Regions from separate parts of the Ovis aries genome. Here region 1 is linked to region 2. The links are chromatin contacts, called in public Hi-C maps. All regions are on one chromosome and are shown on one strand. The core of a region is the stretch at or near the end of the contact, and the rest is flanking DNA. Distances in the headings are between cores, read along the strand shown.

Region 1 (6,442 bases), core at 219-2,718, 280 kb before region 2:
AAACCTGATTTACTTAAAGTTTCCTTAGTCTTGCAGGTGCTCTCACATGTGCCGTAAGAGCATGAAACAATGGGCAGAAATCACTAAAGAAAGAATTATCCCAGGACTTCCACGCCCCCTTCCTATGAGAGTGATGGATATCAACCATCACATGGGTGGCCTCAGAGTCCTTTTTCACATAGCCCTTGAGTGGTTGACAGAAGCTGACACGAAGGATGGAATCTATCCGCTACTCTGGGCACAGGCTACTTTGGTCTAGCACGAGTCTGGTGGAATGTACGTTCCCTCCGCTGATGCCACAGAACCCGGTCTGGTTGGCTAGGTGTACGTTAAACACAGATTTGTCCACATTTCCTCATATGCCAATCAATGAAGCAACACCTGTATGCCCAGGTTATACCACAGCAGGACTTGTAAGATTTCAGGCGTGTGAGCTAAGTACCAGAAAAGGAAAAAAGCCACTGGCGGTCTTCTGCAAAAAGCAAATTATTTTCTCTTGAGACACACAAATAGGATAGCAGGAGGAGGAAGGGGAAACTGACAACAATTTCAACAATGTAAGCACTTTGCCTGAGAAACCAACCGAGGTGGGTGTGGAGAAGAGAAGAGCTCTCAGACGTAAGTGCCAGCAAGGCTCTTGACAGCCCAGACTCTGCAGAGTGACAGGAAGAACACACTGGCCTGGGCGCTGATGTGGCATGATTCCTGGGGCTCTCATTCACCATCTCTTCAGCTGCTCCCTGCTCTACCTGGGTGGGTATCACGAGGAAAGTGAAAGAATGGGAAAGGGAACTAAACTAAGAACCTGGAAACCAAACACCAGTAACTGAGCTGGGGACAGCTGGAAAGGTATGCAAAGCTCAGCTGCACACTGACTGTACAGCTGCATCGACTTCTCTGGGGAAAAGCAAAAACTGGCAGCTTCACAACCAAACGCCCTTTTCTAGTCAACAGTAATAGTGAGGCAAATGGATAAGATGTGGCAGAGTCACGCGAAAAATGGACTGATTTCAGGACAGAAGACTCATGGCAGGGAACTCTCGATCCTTGCAAGACTGGAAATACCCACAAGAATCAACCTGAGGTATACTTCTGTGTCCTCGACGGGGAAGCTACTCCCCTGAGAGTCTGGGGAAGGCTGTCCTTAGCTTTCCCCACGGAACAGCTGGAAGCAGGACATTGAGAGGCAGAGGAGGGCCTCACTGGCAGCAGTGGCAGTTGGGCCACAGTATCTGTCTCTCCAGTGTCTCAGCGTTTTCAAATCTTTTACGATACGGCTCTCCTCTCTGTGGGACCCTGGGTCCTGACCCCCTGCGGGCAGTGCAGGCAGGGCTGTCTAATGGGGACAGCCAGGACAGAGGGACCAGGGATGCCTGGGGAGGCTGGAGAGAGATCAGGGCCACACTCAACCCTTTCTGAAGCACAAACACTCCCCGAAGCAGGGAAAAGGTCACAGCTGGGATGGCATTTTAGAGATGTAAATACTTGAGGTCTGAACCACACACAGCACTGGTGCTGGGTCCAGCCAGTGCCTGAAGCCCAGTTATGAAAAATGAACACAAAAGACCATGCCAGTGAGGGAAAATCCTCTTTTTGCTGCCAACTCGAAGGCAGGCGTGAAGTACCTGCCTTGTTGAAAAGGTGTTGCAGAACTCTAAGGTGTGCCCAAGATTCCCACCTCCTGTAGATAAGCCCTGGATAGTCCCTGGGACTTGTGGATGATGGAATCATGGCTCCTGTGTTTAGGTTCTCGTATTTTGCACAGTTGATTTTAACTGAAGAGGGATTATCCTAGATAGACCTGACATCATCATGTGAGCCCTTGTAGGGAACTGGCTTTTTTTTTTTTTTTTTTTTTGAGAAGTAGATTCAAAGTGTGAAAGGCATTTCATGGGAGGGATATTTTCCACTGCTAGCTTTGAAGACAGGAGTTATGTGGCCAGGAATATGGGTGGCCTCTAGGAGCTGAGAACAGCCCCCACCTGGCAGATTGCAAAGAAATGGGGACCTCAGTCCTACAACCACAAGGAACTACTGAGTTGGGTCAAGAAGCCTAAAAAACTTGGAAATGAATTCTTCCCCATTCAAGACTCCAGGTGAGAATGCTATTAGCCGATACACTGATTTCAGCCTTGCAAGCGGAGAGAGCAGCCACATTGTGTCTGGACTTGTGACTCAAAACTGTTAGCTGATAAATGGGCGTTGTTTTAAATCAGGAAGTTTGTCATAATTAGTTACAGGGCAACAGAAAACAAATGCTTATTATATTTTGGTGGGATGGGGCATCACAGAGATGAAGGCTCCCAATCTCAGCAGTGATGACCACTATCAAATGAAGGTGCACAGCAAGCCAGGTGCTGTGCTAGGTACTGGAATGTGTCTTCTCACTAAATTTCCATGACAACCCTAAGATGGAGGATTGCTATTTGCTCTCACTGTACAATGGAGGACCAGAGAAGTTTGGGAATTTGTCCACAGCTCAGGCAGGGGTGGGGATGGGATTTGAAGCCAGACAGGCTGACTTCCTGGTCAGCCCATGGAGCCTCTACACTAGTCTTGCCTCCTGCCCCATGGAATCTAGGTCAGTCCATGCAAGGGTGTGGGCACCAGGGTGGGAGGTGCGGAGGGAGAGACTGGTGGAGAAGGTCCCTGACTCCACAGAACCCAACCTCATGTGCATGACTAATGGATGCCCTGATTTCACGGACTGGGCTCCGCTCCTCCAGATCCCCAGCCTACCCCCCGAGACAGCGGGCTCAGCAAGGGTGCTGGTACTAAGCCAGGTATGGTGAGTCACCAGCTTCCTTGATGTGGTTTGGCATCTTAATGAACGTTTGTGCCAATGACATTAGAGCAGCCCTTAGTTTCCTGATACTTCCTAGACATGGCAGGATATTTATAGATACCAGAAAGGAGTCAGCACTGGGTTCCTTAGTGTAAAACAGAGCTGTCCTACTGCACTGAAAACATGATGCGCTTTACATTATGTAAACTTTCTGGAACATGTTGACTGCATAAACTGAGCTATACACATGTAATGCTTCCTCCAAGCACAACAATAACAGATTTCTACTCTAGGGAGCCCTCAGAGCAAGAGACCCCCCACCAAACACAGGGGATAAAATAATACTATGTCTTTGTGGTGAGAAGAAGTGAAAGCAGGAACATCTAAAGGCAGAAGCTGCCACAGGCAACAGCAGCAGAACCAGAGCCTATGGAAAATCAAGTTAAAACTTTGATTCAGAAATAAAAGAGGGGCAGTTGGACTCATCGGATCACTGATGCTCGGCTCTGCAACAATGGCCTTTGGAGGGTGAGGAGGAAGGACCTTGCTCCATACCACAGAGCAAGGGAACTGAATAGAAATCACTCTTAAAATGTCACATTATTTTAAGAAAAAGCCACATTCCTGGCACCTAGAACATCTGCTGGCTTCCTCTTTCTGGCTTGTCCTGTTCAAATGACCCTCAGGCTGCTCAGTTCAGTTCAGTCACTCAGTAGTGTCCGACTCTTTGCAACCCCATGAATCGCAACACGCCAGACCTCCCTGTCCATCACCAATTCCTGGAGTTCACTTAGACTCATGTCCATCGAGTCAGTGATGCCATCCAGCCATCTCATCCTCTGTCATCCCCTTCTCCTCCTGCCCCCAATCCCTCCCAGCATCACAGTCTTTTCCAATGAGTCAACTCTTCTCATGAGGTGGCCAAAGTACTGGAGTTTCAGCTTCAGCATCATTCCTTCCAAAAGAAATCCCAGGGCTGATCTCCTTTAGAATGGACTGGTTGGATCTCCTTGCAGTCAAAGGGACTCTCAAGAGTCTTCTCCAACACCACAGTTCAAAAGCATCAATTCTTCGGTGCTCAGCTTTCTTCACAGTCCAACTCTCACATCCATACATGACCACTGGAAAAACTATAGCCTTGACTAGATGGACCTTTGTTGGCAGAGTAATGTCTCTGCTTTTCAATATGCTATCTAGGTTGGTCATAACTTTTCTTCCAAGGAGTAAGCGTCTTTTAATTTCATGGCTGCAGTCACCATCTGCAGTGATTTTGGAGGCCCCAAAAATAAAGTCTGACACTGTTTCCACTGTTTCCCCATCTATTTCCCATGAAGTGATGGGACCAGATGCCGTGATCTTCGTTTTCTGAATGTTGAGCTTGAAGCCAACTTTTTCACTCTCCTCTTTCACTTTCATCAAGAGGCTTTTAGTTCCTCTTCACTTTCTGCCATAAGGGTGGTGTCATCTCCATATCTGAGGTTATTGATATTTCTCCTGGCAATCTGGATTCCAGCTTGTGCTTCTTCCAGCCCAGCGTTTCTCATGATGTACTCTGAATATAAGTTATATAAGCAGGGTGACAATATACAGCCTTGACATACTCCTTTTCCTATTTGGAACCAGTCTGTTGGTCCATGTCCAGTTCTAACTGTTGCTTCCTGACCTGCACATAGGTTTCTCAAGAGGCAGGTCAGGTGGTCTGGTATTCCCATCTCTCTCAGATTTTTCCACAGTTTATTGTGATCCACATAGTCAAAGGCTTTGGCATAGTCAATAAAGCAGAAATAGATATTTTCTGGAACTCTCTTGCTTTTTCCATGATCCAGCGGATGTTGGCAATTTGATCTCTGGTTCCTCTGCCTTTTCTAAAACCAGCCTGAACATCTGGAAGTTCATGGTTCATGTATTGCTGAAGCCTGGCGTGGAGAATTTTGAGCATTACTTTACTAGATTGTGAGATGAGTGCAATTGTGCGATAGTTTGAACATTCTTTGGCATTGCCTTTTTTTGGGATTGGAATGAAATCTGACCTTTTCCAGTCCTGTGGCCACTGCTGAGTTTTCCAAACTTGCTGGCCTATTGAGTGCAGCACTTTCATAGCATCATCTTTCAGGATTTGAAATAGCTCAGCTGGAATTTCATCACCTCCACTAGCTTTGTTGGTAGTGATGCTTTCTAAGCCCCACTTGACTTCACATTCCAGGATGTCTGGCTCTAGGTGAGTGATCACACCATCATGATTATCTTGGTTGTGAAGATCTTTTTTATACAGTTCGTCTGTGTATTCTTGCCACCTCTTCTTAATATCTTCTGTTTCTGTGAGGTCCATACCATTTCTGTCCTTTATTGAGCCCATCTTTGCATGAAATGTTCCCTTGGTATCTCTAATTTTCTTGAAGAGATCTCTAGTCTTTCCCATTCTGTTGTTTTCCTCTATTTCTTTGCATTGATCGCTGAGGAAGGCTTTCTTATCTCTTCTTGCTATTCTTTGGAACTCTGCATTCAGATGCTTATATCTTTCCTTTTCTCCTTTGCTTTTCACTTCTCTTCTTTTCACAGCTATTTGTAAGGCCTCCCCAGACAGCCATTTTGCTTTTTTGCATTTCTTTTCCATGGGGATGGTCTTGATCCCTGTCTCCTGGACAATGTCACAAACCTCAGTTCATAGTTCATCAGGCACTCTATCTATCAGATCTAGGCCCTTAAATCTATTTCTCACTTTCACTGTATAATCATAAGGGATTTGATTTAGGTCATACCTGAATGGTCTAGCGGTTTTCCCTACTTTCTTCAATTTAAGTCTGAATTTGGCAATAAAAAGTTCATGATCTGAGCCACAGTCAGCTCCCAGTCTTGTTTTTGTTGACTGTATAGAGCTTCTCTATATTTGGCTGCAAAGAATATAATCAATCTGATTTCGTTGTTGACCATCTGGTGATGTCCATGTGTAGAGTCTTCTCTTGTGTTGTTGGAAGAGGGTGTTTGCTATGACCAGTGCATTTTCTTGGCAAAACTCTATTAGTCTTTGCCCTGCTTCATTCCGTATTCCAAGGCCAAATTTGCCTGTTACTCCAGGTGTTTCTTGACTTCCTACTTTTGCATTCCAGTCCCCTATAATGAAAAGGACATCTTTTTTGGGTGTTAGTTCTAAAAGGTCTTGTAGGTGTTCATAGAACCATTCAACCTCTTCAGCATTACTGGTTGGGGCATATCTTTGGATTACTGTGATATTGAATGGTTTGCCTTGGAAACGAACAGAGATCATTCTGTCATTTTGAGACTGCATCCAAGTACTGCATTTCAGACTCTTTTGTTGACCATGATAGCTACTCCATTTCTTCTAAGGGATTCCTGTCCACAGTAGTAGATATAATGGTCATCTGAGTTAAATTCACCCATTCCAGTCCATTTTAGTTCGCTTATTCCTAGAATGTCGATGGTCACTCTTGCCATTTCCTGTTTGACCACTTCCAATTTGCGTTGATTCATGGACCTGACATTCCAGGTTCCTATGCAATATTGCTCTTTACAGCATCGGACCTTGCTTATATCACCAGTCACATCTACAGCTGGGTGTTGTTTTAATTTTGGCTCCATCCCTTCATTCTTTCTGGAGTTATTTCTCCACTGATCTCCAGAAGCATATTGGGCACCTAG
Region 2 (6,987 bases), core at 3,691-6,190:
AGAGAGGAGGCTTTGAGAGCCTCTCTTGCCACTGGACTCTTGGGCTTCATTTTTGTCTCTTTCCTCTCCTGTTACATAAAGAGGCTGGACTATGAGATGACTGAGGCTATTCCCACCAACCTTGGTGGCAGGACACTGTCTCCTGACTGCTCCCCACTCCTTGGGTCTCTCTCCTCTCCTGGACACCTCATATCTTCCTAAGACTAATCTGACTGCGTGCCAGCTACAGCACTGTTCATAATGCGTAATGGATACAAATTGCTCAATGCTATGGGGAAATAGATGGGGAAACAGTGGAAACCGTGTCAGACTTTATTTTGGGGGGCTCTAAAATCACTACAGATGGTGATTGCAACCATGAAATTAAGACGCTTACTCTTTGGAAGGAAAGTTATGGCCAACCTAGACAGCATATTAAAAAGCAGAGACATTACTTTGTCAACAAAGGTCCATCTAGTCAAGACTATGGTTTTCCAGTGGTCATGTATGGATGTGAGAGTTGGACTGTGAAGAAAGCTGAGCACCGAAGAATTGATGCTTTTGAACTGTGGTGTGGAGAAGACTCTTGAGAGTCCCTTGGACTGCAATTAGATCCAACCAGTCCATCCTAAAGGAGACCAGTCCTGGGTGTTCACTGGAAAAGCTGATGCTGAGGCTGAAACTCCAATACTTTGGCCATCTCATGCGAAGAGTTGACTCATTGGAAAAGACCCTGATGCTGGAAGGGATTGAGGGCAGGAGGAGAAGGGGATGACAGAGGATGAGATGGCTGGATGGCATCATCGACTTGATGCACATGAGTTTGGGTGAACTCTGGGAGTTGGTGATGGACAGGGAGGCCTGGCATGCTGTGATTCATGGGGTCACAAAGAGTCTGACATGACTGAGCGACTGAACTGAACTGAACTGATGGGGTAAATGATCTTTTCTCTACCTTACAGGTGGAAGAATCGAGGCACAGAGAAATTATGTAACCAGTTCAGGGTCACATAGGTAGGAAGTGGCCAAGCTGAAGCAGAAACATACTGCCTCTAAAGTCATTCAAAAATGGGTAAAGGACTTGAATGGACATTTCATCAAAAGATATACCAATGGTCAATAAGCACATGAAAAGATGTTCAACACCATTAATCATTAGGAAAATGCAAATAAAAACCACAATGAAATACTCCTCTAGACTCATTAGAATGGCCATTATCAGAAACCTAGAAAATTACAAGCGCTGGTGAGGACATGGAGAAATTGAAACCTTGTGCTTTGCTGGTCGGACTATAAAGTGGTATAGCTGCTGTGGAAACCAATTTGGTAGTTCTGCAAAAAGTTAAAATAGAATTACCATAATGAGCCAGCAATTCCAATCCTAGGTATATATCCCAAAGAATTGAAAGCAGGGGCCCAAAGAGATACTTTTAAACCAATGTTCATAATAGTATACTCACCATAGCCAAAAGAAAGTAGAAGCAACCCATGTATCCATCAACAAATGAACAGATACACACCGTGTAATCTATACACACAATGGAAAACAATCCAGCCTTAGAGGGGAATGAGGTTCTGACACATACTGTAGCGTGGATGGACCTTGAAGACACTACACAGCATGAGATAAGCAAGACACAGAAGGGCAAAGGTTCTATGAGTCCACTTGTACGTGACACCTGCCGCTGCTGCTGCTGCTAAGTCGCATGAGTTGTGTCCGACTCTGTGCGACCCCACAGACGGCAGCCCAACAGCCTCCTCTGTCCCTGGGATTCTCCAGGCAAGAATACTGGAGTGGGTTGCCATTTCCTTCTCCAATCATGAAAGTGAAAAGTGAAAGTGAAGTCGCTCAGTCGTTCCTGCCTCTAGTGAGCCCACCAGGCTCCTCCGTCCATGGGATTTTCCAGGCAAAAGTACTGGAGTGGGGTGCCATTGCCTTCTCCGACGTGACACCTAGATCAGATGAAGTCCCAGAGACAGAAAGGACATTACAGGTTATCGTGGACTGGGGGAGGAGGAGGTGGGGAATTATTGTTTAATGGGTACAGAATTTCTGTTTGAGATGATGATAAAGTCCCTGAGATGGATAGCTGCAATGGTGTACAATCATGTGGATATGCTAACTGAATTGTACACTTAAAAATGATTAAAATGGTACATTTTATGTTTTGTATATTTTGCCACAATTAAAAAGTGTGCGTCCAGACTCCTCATCACGATATACACTGTGCTCCTCCCGCTCTGCCACCTTCAGCGGTTCCCTTGCTCCTTTCTAACTCAGCAACAGCACCTCAGCCTGGGGCAAGAGCATCACCTGGGTCTCCCCACAGAAGCCATGCTTCTGTTTACTTCCCTGCCCTTGCCAAGCTGTTCCTGTCCCCACATGCTCCCACCTCTGCTTGTAACCCACAAGCAGAAAGGTTTAAGCCCCCCTACTCTTCAGCAAGAGACCTTCTCTGTCTACACCGGTGCTTTGGGCTCTGTCTTTTAGGAATTTCCCTAAGAGATGGAGTCAGTGCTACAGTCTTCATACTGACATACATGGTCTCGTAGCAGCACCTGTATGTGTAAGGACTCTGCATCAACATCTATTAATAGATTCTACTCTGGATCTAGAGTAAAAGACAGAAGTGGAAATGCAGCAAATAATAAAGAAACACTTTGGGACTTGCCTGGAAACAATGATACTGCTGGCTTTTTTTGTCAACTCCAGCCTCTATATTGCTTTTGAGATGGGTCTGTGTGAACTGGACTGCAACTTGCAAAGTCAGGACTAAAGAAGGGACAGGTGAACATAATTAGGAAAATTAGGAACAGAATAATAGGAATCAGCCAGCCTGCGATCTGGTTCATGGGTAATGGCCTTCGATTAGAATCGTACCGCTCCTTGAGTGGCAGTTCTAGAAATCTCAGCATCGAGAGAGGCTGTAATTGCTTCCAGTGTTATCTGCTTTGTTGTCTTGTCATTTTATTTCTTAGCTGTTTTATATTCTGGGCACAGAACCAGCTGGGGAGGATACCAACCCAGTGGTGTCATTGCTGGTGGCTCGCTGCTGGTACCGTCTGTTTAAACCTTGGCTTTTTATCCAGGTCCTTCTTACTGTTCATGGTGGGTCACTTGGAAAGATGTGGTTCCATTTGGTAAGTTGAGGAGGAGAGGGCAAGCGTTTTAAAGGTCACCAATTAGGCAGTGCTTTACAATTGGAAGTACCTTTGGCAATTTGCTTTTTTCCTTTGTTATACTTCGGCCTGTGTCAGGAAGAGCAACGCACGCACTTGCGGGCTCCGGCCTCCTGACATACCTGCCCTGGGTGTGACCAAGCAGATTTCCCAGCCGCCGGAGCCTGCAGGTTCCTCCCACTGAGTGAAGAGAGGCGGTCAGCCCTTCCCCCACCCGCCTTCAACATGAGGTTGGAGCGTAATGAGCAGCGACCTCTAGTGTGTGGTTCCGGATTTGCGTTTGGCTAAGAGCACAGAATGAAAAGAGCAAAGATGGGAATTCTGAAATTCCCTGCAAACAAAGGCAAGACGGACGGTTTCCTCCTTGTTTTTCCCGGGTAGACAAGCTCAGGACGGAGGATTCGTTTCACTTGCATTAGCACACAGCCATCAGGTCTGTAGATGCTACTCAAAGAGTTACCTTTTTATTTCTCCAGCAGATTTCCTCCAAGTAGATCACCAGTACTTTTTTTTTTTTTTTAAGCCTTCTTGGTTGCTTTTAGAGTTCAGTCAGGTTAGCATCAACCTCTCTAACTGTGGAGAGTGTATACCTACTGGAGAGAGGGTTGAGCAGGGGAGGATCGGGATGGGGGGATGCTCAGAGAGGGGCGTCAGGCAGGGTCTGTGGGGAAACTCAGGGTCTCCAGCTCGGCCTTCCTCGGTGGCAGCGGCTCTCTGGGGGCGGCTGTCTCTCCATTTCTTCATCTGGCTATCGGCTATGGAAGACTTCCTTCCCCTGACCTGGTCCTTCCAATAACAGCCAGCGAGGTTCCTGCCCTCTCTCTCTCCTTTCCTTGTGTCCAGCCCTTCCCACCCTTCTGAAGCCGGGTTTTGAGTCTCAGGGGTGATGTTGAGGCCAAGTTAGCTCACAGGCTGATGGTGTTCGTTCCCTCTGAACAATGAGGTCAAAGGATGATCTCCAAACTCTTGTCAGGAGCCAGGAGGAGAGTGTTCAGAGAAAGGCTAAAATCACAGTGCCTGGTCCATGACTTTGCTGTTTTGCAATGGGAATAGGGGTTTGGGGTTTGGGGAGGGAATATATTTCCCTGTAACTTCAACCCACTGAAGGCTGTTACGTTCACAGGATGTTTTTACGATAAGAACTGGGTTTGCCTCCTGCATCGCCCCCACCCCCTGCCTTTTAACAAAACTTCGAAGTAGAAATGCTGCATTTTTATGACTGGTTTTACTTTTTCAGTTATTTATCTTTTACTGCGTTGGGTCTTAGTTGGTGCATGTGGGATCTTTTGTTGTTGTGGGCAGGCTCCAGAGCATGGGGGCTCTGTAGCTGTGGCCTGAGGACTTAGTTGATCCAAGGAATCTGTGATCTTAGTTCCTCAACCAGGGATCAGTCTGAGTCCCCTGCATGGGAAGGTGGGTTCTCAACCACTGGACCCCCAGAGAAGCTCCTTGGCTGCTGTTTTTAAAGCTGTGAGCACATCACTGTGCTTGAGCCTTCCTGGTTTCACGAGTGCTTCCTCCTCCCTGCACTTTTAGATCGCGGACCTAAGCAGATGCTTCAAGTAAGAGCCAATCTTACAGCTGACAAACCAGATCCTGGGCTCAGGTTGTCCCTGGCCCTGTGTGCTCCCTTAACATCACACTTATATGCCAGGATCGGGAGTGACAGAGGAGGGTGAGCCCGTGAACAGGAAGATAAAGGGAGTGGTGGGAATTACACATAGTCAGGGCCAGGGAAGCCTGTGAGAGCACTGGATCGGTTCAGCAAGTTTTCCCAGGTGGCCTGGCTAAGCCTGTGGCACAGCTTAGGAACAGGTTTGGGGCAAGAAGAAGGTCAGGCCAAGGGGGAGGGACATAGCGAAGAGGAAAGGTGGCTAAAGCTCCCTGGCCTTGGAAACAAACGATCAGCACCTTGGCTCTGTCTTTGGTGATGTGGAAAGCTGCTAGAATCCCAGCTCAAGAAGGGTAAGAAAAGTAAAATAAAAATGACGGCTCAATAAAAACAATATTACTCAGCCATAAAGAGGAATGAAACTGGGTCATTTGCAGAGGCGTGGATGGACCTGGAGTCTGTCACACAGAGCGAAGTAAGTCAGAAAGAGAAAAACAAATATTCTATATTAACACATGTATGTGGAATCTAGAAAAATGGTACAGATGATCCTAGTTTCAGGGCAAGAGTAGAGACACAGACGTAAAGAATGTATGTGTGGACACGGTGGGAAGAGGAGAGTGGGATGAATCGGGAAATTAGGTTGGACGTAAATACACCACCATGTGTGGAACCACAGCGGGTGGGAAGTTGCTGCATAACACCGGGAGCTCAGCTTGGCGCTCTCTGATGACGTGGATGGGTGGGAGGGAGGGGCCGTATGTATATTATAGCTGATTCATTTGTTGTACAGCAGAAAATAACACAACATTGTTGAGCAGCTATACTCCAATAAATAAAAAGAAAAAAAAACAAAAATGACACCAGTAGGGGAAGATAATTCTGGTTGAGGTGGCAAGGGTCAGTGCAGGAGGGTAGCAGATTTAGAGGGAAGAAGTCTGTGGTGGAGGATTGTCCCCATGGGAATTTATCAGTATCTCTTCTCAGGCTGTGACGGTACAAAAGAAAGGTAGGAGGACTCAATAGTAAGAGACGAAAGTGGCAGCAGGACTTGCTAATGAACTGGACTAATGAAGATTAGGAATGAACCAAAGATTTCTCAGAAGTTCTCTGTCATGGAATAGGCAAATGGTAGCATGGATGAAGGGAGCACTCAGGAAGGGCGGGCTTTTCCTGGAAGTAGATGGTGATCCAGGTAAGGGCTGCACCCTGCAAGCAGAGCCCCGCTGGAGAAAGGTCAGGCTCACTTTCAGTTCTCACTGTCCCCCTTCTACACCCCTCTGCCTTTGCCTGGCATGGTTGCCATTCATCCAAAATGCGTGTTGACCCAGCAGATACTAATGGCCTTCTCTCCTTCCTCAAACCTCCAAACCACCTTCTTCATCTCATGCTCCTTCCGGTTACCTGCAGGAGCAGGCGCAGGTAGTTTTGGTTCTCCCATGACTTATAACTCTTTGGAGGGGAGTGAATCATCTTACGTGTCCTTTCTCATAGTGTATGCTTGGCATGTCACTGAACACCTAAAGTGTTCTTTACATGCATCTGTCAGTCAGGGCTCTTCAGAGAACACACACACACAGACTTAAGAATTGGCTCACATGCTTGTGGGGTTCTGGAAAGTCCTAAATCTGTAGGGCAGGCAGCAGCTAGGAAACTCAGGCGGAAATAGATATTATAGTCTTGACAGCATTTCTTCTTTGAGAAGCCTGTTCTTGCTCTTAAGGCCTTCAGCTGATTGAACAAGACTCACCCACATTGTTTAGGGTCATCTCCTTAAGGTCAACTATTGTAGATGTTCACCACATCAACCAAATGCCTTCACAGAAACGCCTAGATTAGCATTTTATTGAATAACCAGATACCAAATTGACATATATTAAAATTAACCGTCATAGAGCATTTGTTAATGGAAGCATGTTGAAGCACCAGTCACAGCTCGTTTCTTTGCACTTTGCTTTATTGTGCTTTGGGCTTCCCTGAAAGCTCAGTTGGTAAAGAATCTGCCTGCAGGATTCTTTAGGAGACCCCAGTTCAATTCCTGAGTTGGGAAGATCCCCTGGAGAAGGGAAAGGCTACCCACTCCAGGATTCTGGCCTGGAGAATTCCATGGACTGTACAGTCCATGGGGTCGCAAAGAGTCGGACACGACCGAGTGACTTTCTCTTTCACTTCACTTATTGCGATTCATGTACACTGTGTGTTTTTTTTTGTTTGTT

The links. Hi-C and Micro-C count contacts between places; a contact is called where the count stands out from the background.
Region 1: a Hi-C map of muscle shows a contact between it and region 2, with 5 times the contacts expected there. The contact joins two enhancer-like sites. A contact is called at or near these places in 8 of 16 Hi-C or Micro-C datasets (blood, hypothalamus, liver and 4 more).

The regions. Positions count from the first base shown.
Region 1 is chr8:26,032,542-26,038,983 of ARS-UI_Ramb_v3.0, reverse strand. The region is part of intron 3 of FYN (FYN proto-oncogene, Src family tyrosine kinase); the gene reads right to left. Among named protein-coding and RNA genes, the nearest start is that of TRAF3IP2, 100 kb to the left of the region's middle. Within about 2 kb of position 1,468, at least 12 of the 54 cell types and tissues checked have an H3K27ac peak or open chromatin away from gene starts, as enhancers often do.
Region 2 is chr8:25,753,509-25,760,495 of ARS-UI_Ramb_v3.0, reverse strand. No RefSeq gene overlaps it. Among named protein-coding and RNA genes, the nearest start is that of CCN6, 58 kb to the right of the region's middle. Within about 2 kb of position 4,940, at least 6 of the 54 cell types and tissues checked have an H3K27ac peak or open chromatin away from gene starts, as enhancers often do.